Regions from separate parts of the Drosophila melanogaster genome. Here region 1 is linked to region 2. The links are chromatin contacts, called in public targeted proximity ligation maps. All regions are on one chromosome and are shown on one strand. The core of a region is the stretch at or near the end of the contact, and the rest is flanking DNA. Distances in the headings are between cores, read along the strand shown.

Region 1 (6,236 bases), core at 2,244-4,743, 100 kb after region 2:
CTAGTAGCTCTTAGTGGTGATTCCATCCCCTTTTTTTTTAAAGTCAATTAATAATTCTCAGCTCGTGTTCATAGTTCTCGACAAGCCGTTGCAAATTGTTTTGGACTGATCAGCGTGCCGAACAGACAACCAATTGATTGACAGGCCAAAAAAAATCTAAAACGCCGGGGGGTTTTTTCGCAGACTTCTAGACAGATGTGCATAAACAAAGACGACCCCTCGAAAAACATAAACTTCGAGCATCTCACGAAAGCTTTTATACGAGAAAAGCTTCTCTCCAAAGAGCTGGGTCTTCAAAAACGCTCAGTTTCTTCGCAAACTTCAACCGGAACGGACGTATTGATCTCGGATTTTCCTTGGATCTTGCGTGGAACCAAGGATAGGTGTCAGATTCTCGATTTGTTTGCTTTGAGCGACGCGTAAACAAAGTGACATGATGAGGCCCCAATTAGCGGCCATAGCCACTGTCATGGTGCTGGCTGCGATCTGCGGTTTTGGCACTGGTTCCGTGCTGGAAGTACCCGGAGTCACCCAGGCACCACCACTCCCACCTCGTAACCTCCGAAACAACCAAACGCGGTCGCGCATTCCCAACAACTTCCGAGTGCGTTACAGTGAAAATACAGCACGCGATCGAAAGAACAAAAACACAACTTGCAAAATTGTAATTAAAAATTAAACTAAAATTCATAAATTTTTAACATCAAAAATAACTTAATGGTACTTAATACATATAAAAAACGTCGCTTAATAGAGTTCAGTATCACTTAGTGATTCATTGGTAAATTTGAAATGCTGACTAAAATAAAAAACAAAACAAACGCTATAAATATCATATGGTAAAATGACAAAATAGCAGAAAAAGAGAAGAGATGAATATAAAATATTTGACTCAAAAGCTTTGAAGAAGTGTTTTGAAGTGACATAAGCAACCTCAATTTGTGACAGAAATAAATACAAGAAAAATAAAATAAATTATCCCTTTGTTTGAAATGCAAAAATCCATTTTGCATAATGTGTGTTTGTTCTCTCGATCGCCCACTGTAATGTGAATTTTAAACTTGCCGACTGGCTGCTGACTTTTGGCCAGCAGGTTTCGTTTTGGCCAGAACAAGTTCAATGCGCTGGCCTCGTGTTTGCTTAATGTAGCGTCTCCCTTCTTTTTATTTGTACTGCCATTCTCCAGAGCATTGCGACCCCACCAATTGCTCCCAGATGCGACTACAAGGAGCTGATGACCAATCTGCACGATCGCGTTGGCATCTTGGTGACCTTGGACGAGGACCAGCGCCACCGGCTGGAAGTCATCGATAAGAAGTGAGAACTGGTTTGACATAGACGGATCATATGAAATATTTTTGTAAAACCGGTAGAGCAAAAACCGCGCATCAATAGCTCTTCGGAAACTTTTTTGTGACACTGCGACTTATTTGGCAGAGGAATTAACTCTTTAATGATGTTCAATTTTTTGCCAATATAATTATATTTATTTGATCAAGTATCGTTGGGTAGCACCTGCTCTTGCTTTTTGGGTCAAATTTATTGTTATGGGTTCGCAGAAATTTGCTGATGATTTTCACACGCAGTTTATAGATTGGATCTCATCGTTTTGCTTGTTTGGATAATATATTTTTTTCTTTGTTGCCTTTAATCGGTTATTTCTTACGATCGTTTGAAAACGGAAATCTGCAAGCGGCAAACTCAAACTGATTAGCGAGCGAAACAATACAAACAGAAATATATCTTAGAGCTTTATCATTTACTGAACCCAAGGAAAATCGTCTAAGTGGGCCATTTCGAAGTCAATGAGGGCTTCTTTATCATTTTCTATTTATTAACTATTTATAAAACATATTTTAGATTGGATCAGCTGGTGGAAAGCAGTTCGGCCCGCATGGAATCGATGAAGGCCCAGCAATTGGACTTCCTGCACAGACTGGACAGTTTTGAGCACATCCAGCGGCTTTCGAGGAACACTCTAGATGAGCTTAAAGGTGAAACCGATCAGGTTTTCGGACCCCGAAATGTTAGGGAGCTAAAACACAAGCTAAGAAATCGCAAAAAGATGAAGGGTAACATACTAGAAATGTCGATGTTGTGCTATTGTATTGTGTTTGTCTCTCTGGTTGCCCAGTCCACATTGAAAATCAAATTTTTATAAAGTTATTTCTTTATCGGCAGATATCTCGCGCACTGTTCGTGACGTTTCCCAGGAACAGTATCCCAGCTCGGGAATAGGTACATTTAATGAATCCAACTTGAATTTATCAAGTCGTCTGGATGCCTTGGCCACGCTTTTGGCTTCTACTGCTCTCAGTGTCAGATCTGTGCAGGTTGAAGTGGCCAATCTTTCACGGGCCATTAGGTAATAATATTTAAGTAATTCAAATTGTAATTGAACTAAAAATTATCTATCTTTTAGGCGCCAAAGCCGTTTGATCCAGGGTAAGGGATTGAGGTCGACACCAGGTCAGCAGCCAATCTTCTACGGTCCAAGTGGATTAAATGGACCAACAGCTACACGGCAGTTGCCTAGTAGTTGCTCCTATTCCTTCCTTTCTAACCACGGAATTCTAAAAGTACAGCTCACACCCGAATCGGAATCCTTCTACGTATCCTGCGATGAGGATTGGACTGTTATTTTGAGCCGCACCTCCGATGATGTGAACTTCGAACGCGGCTGGCTGGATTATCGCGATGGCTTTGGCAATTTGGCTGGGGACTTCTTTATTGGTCTCAACAAACTGCATGCCCTCACTTCATCGGCCTTGCACGAACTGCGGATTGTGATGGAGGACTTCTCGGGCAACGTGGCGTATGCGGGATATTCGTTGTTTGCCATTGGCAGCGAAAAGGAACTATATCCACTCGTCTTGCTGGGCAAATTCCAGGATAATTTGACTCCTTCAGCTGGAGATTCATTGTCCTATCATGCTGGAGCTAAGTTTAGCACTGTGGATCAGGATAATGACAACTGCCTGGAGTGCAATTGCGCCCTGAGACACAAGGGAGCTGGATGGTTTAACAACTGCGCAAAGAGCAACTTATTCGGCGAATATACCACCCAGAACCAACCTGGAGAAACTGGGATCTGGTGGGACACCTTTTCAGGGCAGAATTCGCTGAAACGGGTTCGTTGGATGATTCGTCCCATTTCCGAAGGAATAGATGATGCCAGGCGATAGGATATCTAGAAGAACATCTACCCATATCCAACTGCCATCTCCGAAATCAGGGATAACCCACAATCGATTGCTTGCATTTTAACCCTAGCTTTAGCTTTGAATCTCTCTGTGCGTGTGTGTGTAATATTTATGGAAAATTACTTAATACCTAGATAATACAGTAAATTTACGAGTACTCGCCTGAAAGTACGTCATCTCTGGGAGATTTCCTCTAATCGGTCGATTAGTGGAACGCATGCTATATTTTGGGTATAAATAGATGGGGGGTTTCAATGGAATTTCCAGTTATTCGAGTGTGTTTACTGTGGATTACCTTAGACATGGCCAAGACCAGCTTATGTCTGGTACCAATTCTCTGTCAATTTCTGGGACTACATGCCGCTTTGCTAGACTCTTTACTTAATCAGAGTACCATATACTACCTTAAACCATCAGCGGATGTTTCCCTGGAGAATGTGGAACAGTTGTCGTCTGTGGAATCTGTTAAGTTGATTGTCCACGGTTACCTGGGATCTTGCACCCATGGCTCTATAATGCCTCTGAGAAATGGTGAGAATTCGCAGAGAAAAATTCTCATAAGCGATAGATATCTAACTTCTTTTTTATAATGCAACAATTCCGAAGCCTATACTGCTCAGGGATATGAGAATGTTTTGGTGGCTGACTGGGGTCCTGTGGCCAATCTAGATTATCCCAGTTCGCGATTGGCTGTGAAGAACGTGGCCCAGATTCTAGCCAAATTATTGGAGGAATTCCTACAGCGCCATGGGATCTCCTTAGAAGGAGTCCATGTCATAGGACACAGCTTGGGAGCTCATATCGCAGGACGAATTGGACGTTATTTCAACGGATCTTTGGGCAGAGTTACGGGTCTGGATCCGGCTCTTCCCCTATTTTCAAGCCGATCGGATGATAGCTTGCACTCGAATGCCGCTCAATTCGTGGATGTGATTCACACGGACTATCCCTTGTTTGGCGACATTCGACCTCGAGGAACTGTGGACTTCTATCCGAATTTTGGACTGGCTCCACAGCCAGGATGCGAAAATGTGGATGTTGTTGCTGCCAGTAAGCTACTCCACGAGGCTTGTAAGCTCGATTGTGTTTACTTATTTATTGGTTTTGATATTTTGTATACTTTTAATTAGATAGTTGCAGTCACAATCGAGCAGTCATGTTCTACGCTGAATCAATTGGAATGCCTGAGAATTTTCCAGCGGTTTCTTGCAGTTTAACGGCCATTAAAAGTCGGCGTGTAGAGGACTGCCTAAGGGAAAAATCAAAAACTAATACAGAAAACGCAAATGATTATCAAACTGTCTTTATGGGCGAACATGTTAACCGCAGGTTAGTATTAGTTTTTGTAACAATAACCACAAATTTTCTTAACAATATTTTACTAGCGCCACCTTGTACTATTATTTGGAAACTAATGGAGCGCCACCCTACGGCCAGGGCAGGAACTCACATTTCTGATTTTACTTGTCGCACTTAAGTATAGATGGCGGTTAAACCCCGAAAACATGTATTTCTTCAGAAATAGATGCCGCCACCTAACAACCCATTTGGACCCACATTCTATAAAAGAATATATTTTATTATAATTCTTAAAACCAATAATCATTTAAAAGTAATTTATAGGCTTTAAGCGAAAAACTTTTGTCTTGCAGTTTTGTTAATGCAACTTTATTACGTTAAAGAGACATACGATAGCTTAAGCCTTTCCAGCACATAAATTTAGTCTTGTCAAAACTCCTTCATCCTCCTAAAGCTACTCATCTTTTATTTCACTAAATTCCTGTTCAATCGGCAAATGAATTTCAATTAGCTGCGACCATCATCCTTATTAGAACCTGCAATCAAAAGTTCCGCAAGCGCAACGACTCATAAATCACATTCATTTTATGAATGAAAAGAACAAACAGTCCCCCTCTTCGGATTCTTCGGTTACCTGGATTCTGTGGATGACTGCGGACCCGGGGGTTATTTATGGGCCAATAACTTTACAACTAAACGCTCATCTACATTTAATGGCGATAATTTTTGACGCAATTCGAGAGGCAGACACGTCGGCGGTCTCGGGCTTCCACCACTTGGATCGGGTATCCTAACTTGCAGAGGAGTTGTTGGCCTACAAACAAGAGGAAGCAACCGCAGAAGATAACGAAAAACACTTGACACCTCGGTCTGCTTGGTGCGGTGGCTTGGCGATTCGGTGTTTCAGTGGTGATTGGGCCCCACTTTTCTTTCCCTCGCATAGCCAGCGGCCAACTACACTGAGAAAACACTTGCATAAATCAGAGGAGAGATTAAAACTCTTATCATAAAACAATGTTAAATATGTTAAATATTTTGTTTCTCCTGAGCACAGCTGACAAAGCTAAATAAACCTTAGAAAAATGATAACTTAATAATTTTCTCTCAGTGTTCAGAATGCGTGAGGTAAGTGTATAGAAGGTGAGGCCAATAAGAAGAGCACCAATGAGAATAAGTAAACAAAGGCAGCGATCGTAAATTCCCTGTTAAGAGGCAAATGCCACTAAAAGGAGTTGGAATGCTGTAAATTTGGGGATTTCGAGATGGCAACAGCTGGCTGTCGATCGGAAGTCCACCGAAAACGCAAGCTGGATGTGGGTGGCACAGGTGCTGCAGTTGGATCAAGTGGTTCGGTGGTCAATGGTCGGGGATCACCCTTCATTTAAGTCGATCATAGATCATTGTATCGTGCCGCAAATCGATTTCAGGCTCCATTAGCCGCCCTGCACAGGAAACTCGCGCATTTGGTGCCAAGCTTATGCTTTGTTTTTCCCCAGCTTTTCCATGGTGAAAATCCAGCAAGTTAGCCGCTCTATTGATGCTCGGTCAACCAGCGAGTTTCTGTTTTCCGTTTCTGTTTGCTGAACGTTATTTCTTTGTTTACCGAGTGCCGCGCGCCAAAGTCTGGACTATTTTTTTTTTTTTTTGGTTTTTGCTCTTCTCATATGCGTTCTCAATATTTCCATCATTTCCCTTGACGCATTTTCCCCATTTCCTCGGCAGTCCGCTTTTTGT
Region 2 (6,179 bases), core at 1,481-3,980:
TAGCAGAAATAAGTTTATAGGAGTATAAATAAGAAAATAAAAAAATAAAAACTAATTTTGGGAAAAAAGAAAATAGGGTTTTTTCATTTGAATACTTTTTTGATTTTCAAGATTTTGATTTCAAGATTTTGAATACTTTCCTTGTTTGTTTAGGACTGTAGTTATCTATCTTGTTGTCTTAGGATTAAAAACTGTGATTACTATTAAATTTTACTGAACTGAGATAATCTTGGGATAAGCTAAACATCCGTGAAAAAATCTATTGCTGTGATAATTGCTAAATGTTTTTAAAGGTTACAAAATTTCTCACATTGACCAACTGTGCAGCGATTAGTCTCTGTTGCAGTCTTCCCTGATCATCGATTGGTGCATGCAACTCCCCCTTTTCCGCAGGTTTTCCACTTTTTCACTCTCATTCCTTGTTGACTCGATTCCAGGCAGCGACATTTGATCAGCAGATTTTACTGGTTTTCTTGTTTGGCTAAACGCTCCTACAAGAAACGCATTTGGCCCTATCGGCCGTTCTGCTGACTGGATGGTGAATCTTGAGCTCATTGGATCTTTGGTCTTCGATGGAAACCCGTTCCCCAGACCGACTTAAATGCAGTGTCGAGATGCAGACGCAGACTGGACGGAGAAACCTGCTCCGGCTATTTTTAGAGTCAATTAGCTTTGGACCGACTGTCTCTGCAGGGAAGATGCATCGCTGGGATGCGTTTTCCCCCGGTTCTGGGTTAATAATTCATTAGAAATGCACAGAAACCAAACCAAAACGCCCACAAGACCGGCGAACAAAGCTCCAAATGTGTTCTATGCAAATGAGAACATTTAAATGTAGTTAAATGGGTCAAACGTTTGATGGAGAAAACGTTGCTGTGCATAGAAGGAAAACTTATCTCCTGTCCACTTGGGACTTTCATATGGTGATCGATCGATCGATCGATTGAACCATTTGCAGCTCGATCGGCGGTGGTCAGAACTCGTTCTGTGGCCCTTTTGGCCAACAAGAGGTCTGCAAACAGGCCAAACCTGCAAGGGCCAAGACGATTTACAACCAAAGATGATAAAAAAAAAGAACGAAATTCAACTAAAAAACGAGGAAGCACTGATTTTTAAAAACAGCGTTTCAATACCCTTCAATTCGAGGAATTATAATGATTCTTGGCTGGTACAGCTTGATATGGGTTATAAGTTTATATAAGTTGAACTATTGCATATTGTTAATATTCCACAAGAAGTGCTATCAAGTATTGCTATTAAAGTTAAAAATATAAAACTAATCGCCTGACTATTTTAGTATACCTTTTCTGAGGGCATCAAGAGCAATCAAAGATCGAAGTGGATTGCAAAGGACATTGACTTGAAACTCTGGGATCTCACAACTGATCTCTTTCAGATATTTTATGACCCCAGCTTGTGGCTTTTAATTCTGCAACAAAATTGATTTCGGCAATGGGAAGAACACGTTTCCCCCCGAGTTACAAACAAAAAAAAAAACTCATTTCGGTTCTGTCGATTTTTATGGCTTTTCTTGGAGTTGGTTAATCGCCTTCTTTTTCTCTGATCTCTGGCGCCCAAAATATTTTTGCTCGAGTTTCGGTTTTTAGCTTTGATATTATGCAATTGCTAGCCGTACTCTTTTTTACACAATTGACTGTCGAATTAGCACCTCACTCACATCCAGCGACAGGTGACGATAAGGCGGGCGGGCAGTGGGCGTGGCAGCAGCAACAACAACACACATTACTCTAAACGGTGGCAACTTTCACTCAACAGCCGTGCGGAATACTAAAAAAAAAATCAAAAAACAAATAAATACCCGTGCAAATTGGGTGACAAAAACAGCAACAAAATGTCAGAAAAAAAAAAAAAAAAAACTGGGAGCGAGTGGGAGAGTCAGGCGATCTTCGTCATCCAAAATTACCTCACTTATCAACCTAAGCCGATTGTTGTTGCCGAAATATTGGTGTCATATTTTCTTGTCAAGGTCACAAATTTGTTGTCAAATTGTAAAAAAATGTTTATTGGGTCTAAAACAATAGTGAATAATTGTAAACGAATTTCTGCCAAGGTCAGTTATCCCTTTTGAACTTCGAGAAAAATATAGAAAAAAGAGAGTTTAGCCTTAGAAAAATTTTCAGTGGCTTTAATATTTATGTTGGCTGTTAAATAGGTTTGGAGTCGTAATAAAAACGTTGAATTCAAAAATATTAAAGAACTCAAGAAAATGTTGTATTAAAACTATAAAAAACATTCTGTCAAATAACATGATATTTTTATATATTAACAAAACAAAAATGAAGGAACAATTTTATATTATTGTTATTTGCCCTCAGTTGCAATCCACATTTCTTTAAAGTGCAATATGAGAATTCAGTTATTTCATTGTTTTAAAAACTTTGAAAGCAGGCTGCCAGAAAGTGGAAAAGATGACTTTGACGTTGCCGGATAGTTGTATTTTAATGTACTGTTAACCTTGGATTTTAACTTGTTAGTTTCTATAAGATCTCTAGCTAGTTGCTTTACCGTTCCGATTAAAAGGCTAGAGGAACCGCATTGTTTCTTGAAATTTAGAGAAATTAGTATTGTTCTTGTAGAACTTAAGTCAATACAATTATTTTTTTTTAACAGAATTCTGTTACTTGCGTGCTGTTAAAAGTTAGCAGTATTTTCTGCAAAGTCATATGTTTTGGTATTTCTCAGCTGCGCCGCCTGATTTTTTGGCGCTGACCCCTGCCTGGCCACACTGGCGATGTGGTGTGACCAAATTCGTGCTCGCTCCGCGAGTCGCCGTCAAAAAACAACTGTGAAATTGCACAAGAAACTAAACAAATAATCGCGTAAAATTACCGAAAACATGTGCAGCGGCCGTTAGCAGCGTGCGGCAACTAATCGAGCCAGTGAAAACGTGCAGGTGCGAGCGAGAAAACACGCGTACGCGTCACTAGCAACAACAACAAACACACAGTGCACCAACTCTCGCATAAGCACGCACACACACACACACACACGCGCGCACACATGCATAAACACCGACGCACATGCAACAAAAATAAAATAAAAACAAAAGAGCAAGCGAAATAATAACAGAAATAAATTTGATAAATTCAATTATAAATTAAGGCAGCTGCTTGTGTGCTAAGCAAAAATATTAAATAGAAAGTCTTGGCCACTTAAGTGAACCAAAATTAGAGAAGCAGCAGAGTGCCCAAAATATCAATATATAGATTTGATATCTAAAAGTAACGAAAGTTAACTTAAAACCTTAATGGTGGACAATGGATCAAAAAAACAAAATCCCTACTAAAATAAATTCCAAATACTTGCTAAATGAATGAAACCCGCAAATAAAGTCGATTCTTACCAAGATAACCAAAACTAGCTTCATGACTTTTAATTCTTGTTGTTTTAATTTTTGTGCACTTCCTGGTTACGGAACACCTGGAAAACCCCATCCTCGCCTTTTTCCACGCTGATTAACAAATCTCGCGTTTTTCCCCCCTATCAGCTGACATACGCATACAAAGCCCATCCAGTTGCCACCCCCTACTTCTTGCACCTGTAAAGAACAGGTGACTAATACACTGCTCGCGAAGTTTGTCAGCTGCTGGCGCCGTGGAAGCAACAACAACAAAACTAACCACATCCACATCGGCAACAACAACATCGGCTTTCTACAGAGCAGCGACGTCGGCGTCGGCAGAGGCCTCTGCCTGCACAACACCAGCAACAATAAAATCAAAAACTAAAACTATGGCCACCACCACCACAACAACAACAACAACGGGGGCAACAAATGCTAAAGATGGTGAGTTATATACTTAAAAGGATTTAAGATTAAAGAAAATATATCACAAGAAGTAAAACCCTTAAAAATCTTTAAAAAGAAACAGTAAATGGTGACCCACAAAAAACTGAAGCACAGATGCAAGGGTGCACATACAAACGACAAGTCGGTTAAAGTTCAAGGCGAACGAACAATTTAAATTGCAGGTTTCCGGTCAATGCCACTCTGTGTAATTAAACTAAAGTTAGTTGGTCGACCTAGATATTAGTATAACCTTTGGCTAAGAAAGACTGACATTTAAAGGCAATTAAAGGAAGGTTAGGTTTTAAGAAGAGCCATAAAACTATGGAAATAAACATACAATATCTTTAAATGTTTGGAAGGTTTTTCATTAAGGTTCTTTCATCTCCAGATGGCGGCAGAGAAATTAAAAAAAAAAACAAGTAAAATTCCATAATTCGCCCGCTTATCTGCGCTTTTCCAAAGACTTGCACATTTGTTTGCCCGGTACACAAGGCCGTAATCCTAATCCCTCAAAAGCTTAATCTTTTGTTTTGTATTCCGGGATCCGGGCAAAAAACCCTGAAACAGCAATCCCCACCAACGCATCTGACGTAACTTGTTGAGCAACCACGATTGCTGGCCGATTTGTTTTTGGACTTCTTTTTGGGCTGAGGAAAGAAGAAAAGTTTTATTAATATCAATAACCAAAAGAGCGAAGCGAGGGCAGCGAATAAGGCAAGAAATTAATGAATGCCACTGGTCGCGGGGAATAAATTTGAACAAAAAGCGAGGCACAAAGCAGCAAAAGCAAAACAAACCATAACCAGCTTAACAACGATAATTAAGAAGTGCCGGCCAGCAAAAAAAAAGTGTAAAAAATTACATACGAAATTTAATTGCCAAGGCGGAAAATGGTAGCATGCGGGGGGCAACAAGGGGGTATGGGGCCATGGCGAAGGTCAGCTAGGGGCCTGAAGGTCATAGGCATTTTCGACGTTGTCGTCACCTCTTGAACCCGCTCGAATTTATTGATTTTACACGCAGCAGCCGCAAAAAAGAGAGGAATAATCACAAAAACAACGGCAGCTACAAAATCATGCATATTTCTCGTTGCCCGATGTTTTACTACACCTTGAACAGTGGTCATCGGGTATGGTGAGCTACTTAATTAAAAAAACTTTTCATTATTAAGTTATTGCGAGCAGTAATTGTTAACGCCGCTAGGTGGAGCTCGTGTGCAATCCCGATAACAGTGGCACTCCTTTTAGTTGAATAAATGGTATGTCATAGTGTTGGCACTCCACCAATGTTCTTTGTTTCGCTTCGCGAGCATCCACTGTAGCCTTTATTCATATTTGTGTGCCCCAAACACTGGCACACAAAGCCAAACACACACAGAGAGCGACTTGTGCGGCTTTTGCTGGGCACTCGAGTAGTTCAGTGCGGGGCTTATGCCAAAGGCCAAATGGAAAACCTGCTTTAAGAGCCAGTGAGAGAAGCATACGAATCAGTCCAGCCACTGCAGAGCCCAAATCCCCTCCATGGCCACAGTTTGATGCTGAAATCGTGTGTTGTCTTTGGGGCTTGATAAACTGTAGCAAGCCCACAAAAATCTTCTAATTAAATCAAAGCTAACGGTTGCCGTTTAACGGTTTTCGTTCATAAAACTTGGCCAAAAAATCTAACTCGCTGTTCTTTCTGAGTTTTTTTGTTTTGTTTTTGCTTAGATACCATTGCCAATTTTAGGTTGCCATTTTTATCCCAACATTCTCATTTTGAGAGTCATTTTCTGTGTTATTTCTTATCAACTAAAACAAAAGGCAAAACTTTGATAAGCCAGTTGACACAGCGGGAAACATGATTCATTTGAGTGGTTCACATATTACATGGACTTTGGAATTTTCACTTAATTTAATCAATACGTATGTAGGTATGCACAAGTGATCGTAAATATTTAGAGTATACCTGACAACAATAAAATGCATTTTTAAATACACTGCACTCTAGCAACGAATCTTGTTCAAATATTTATTATTCAATACTATGTATTCGTGAGTATGAAATGTAGTTTCTTCTCATATATCCCCCTTTATTAAGTTATCATCAACTGGAGTAAGGAAACACTTCTTTATCAGCTCACTCTTTCCCTTATCTGATTACTATTTACATAACATTTTTCTGTTTATTCATTTGACTCTTATTTCTTTTATCAGTTGTGATTTTGCTGCTTATCGCGGCAAATGCAACTTTACCCATGGCAAATAAAATAAACAAACATCATGTTTTTTTACACATTTCTCCAACCCAGTTGCCATTTTCAATTAGTGTCTACAGCTGAGGGTCAACACGAAATGCTCTATAGTTTTTTTCAGCATTCAGGTAACCGAGC

Evidence for each region.
Region 1: a targeted proximity ligation map of the Kc167 cell line shows a contact between it and region 2, with 2.3 times the contacts expected there. A contact is called at or near these places in 6 of 107 Hi-C or Micro-C datasets (the Clone 8 cell line, the Kc167 cell line, the S2 cell line and 2 more) and 1 of 7 datasets of targeted methods (the Kc167 cell line).

The regions. Positions count from the first base shown.
Region 1 is chr3L:3,611,889-3,618,124 of dm6, forward strand. It overlaps CG10357, which reads left to right and starts at 3,494. Exons shown (of 4, transcript NM_139564.2): 1 at 3,494-3,734; 2 at 3,810-4,274; 3 at 4,334-4,532; 4 at 4,589-4,794. The coding sequence starts at 3,506. The coding sequence ends at 4,661. It overlaps CG10359, which reads left to right and starts at 304. Exons shown (of 5, transcript NM_001144410.2): 1 at 304-604; 2 at 1,187-1,317; 3 at 1,861-2,072; 4 at 2,182-2,365; 5 at 2,423-3,356. The coding sequence starts at 437. The coding sequence ends at 3,185.
Region 2 is chr3L:3,513,021-3,519,199 of dm6, forward strand. Eip63E (Ecdysone-induced protein 63E) reads left to right here and starts at 2,731. Exons shown (of 11, transcript NM_001202113.2): 1 at 2,731-2,914; 2 at 3,509-3,808. The coding sequence starts at 3,754.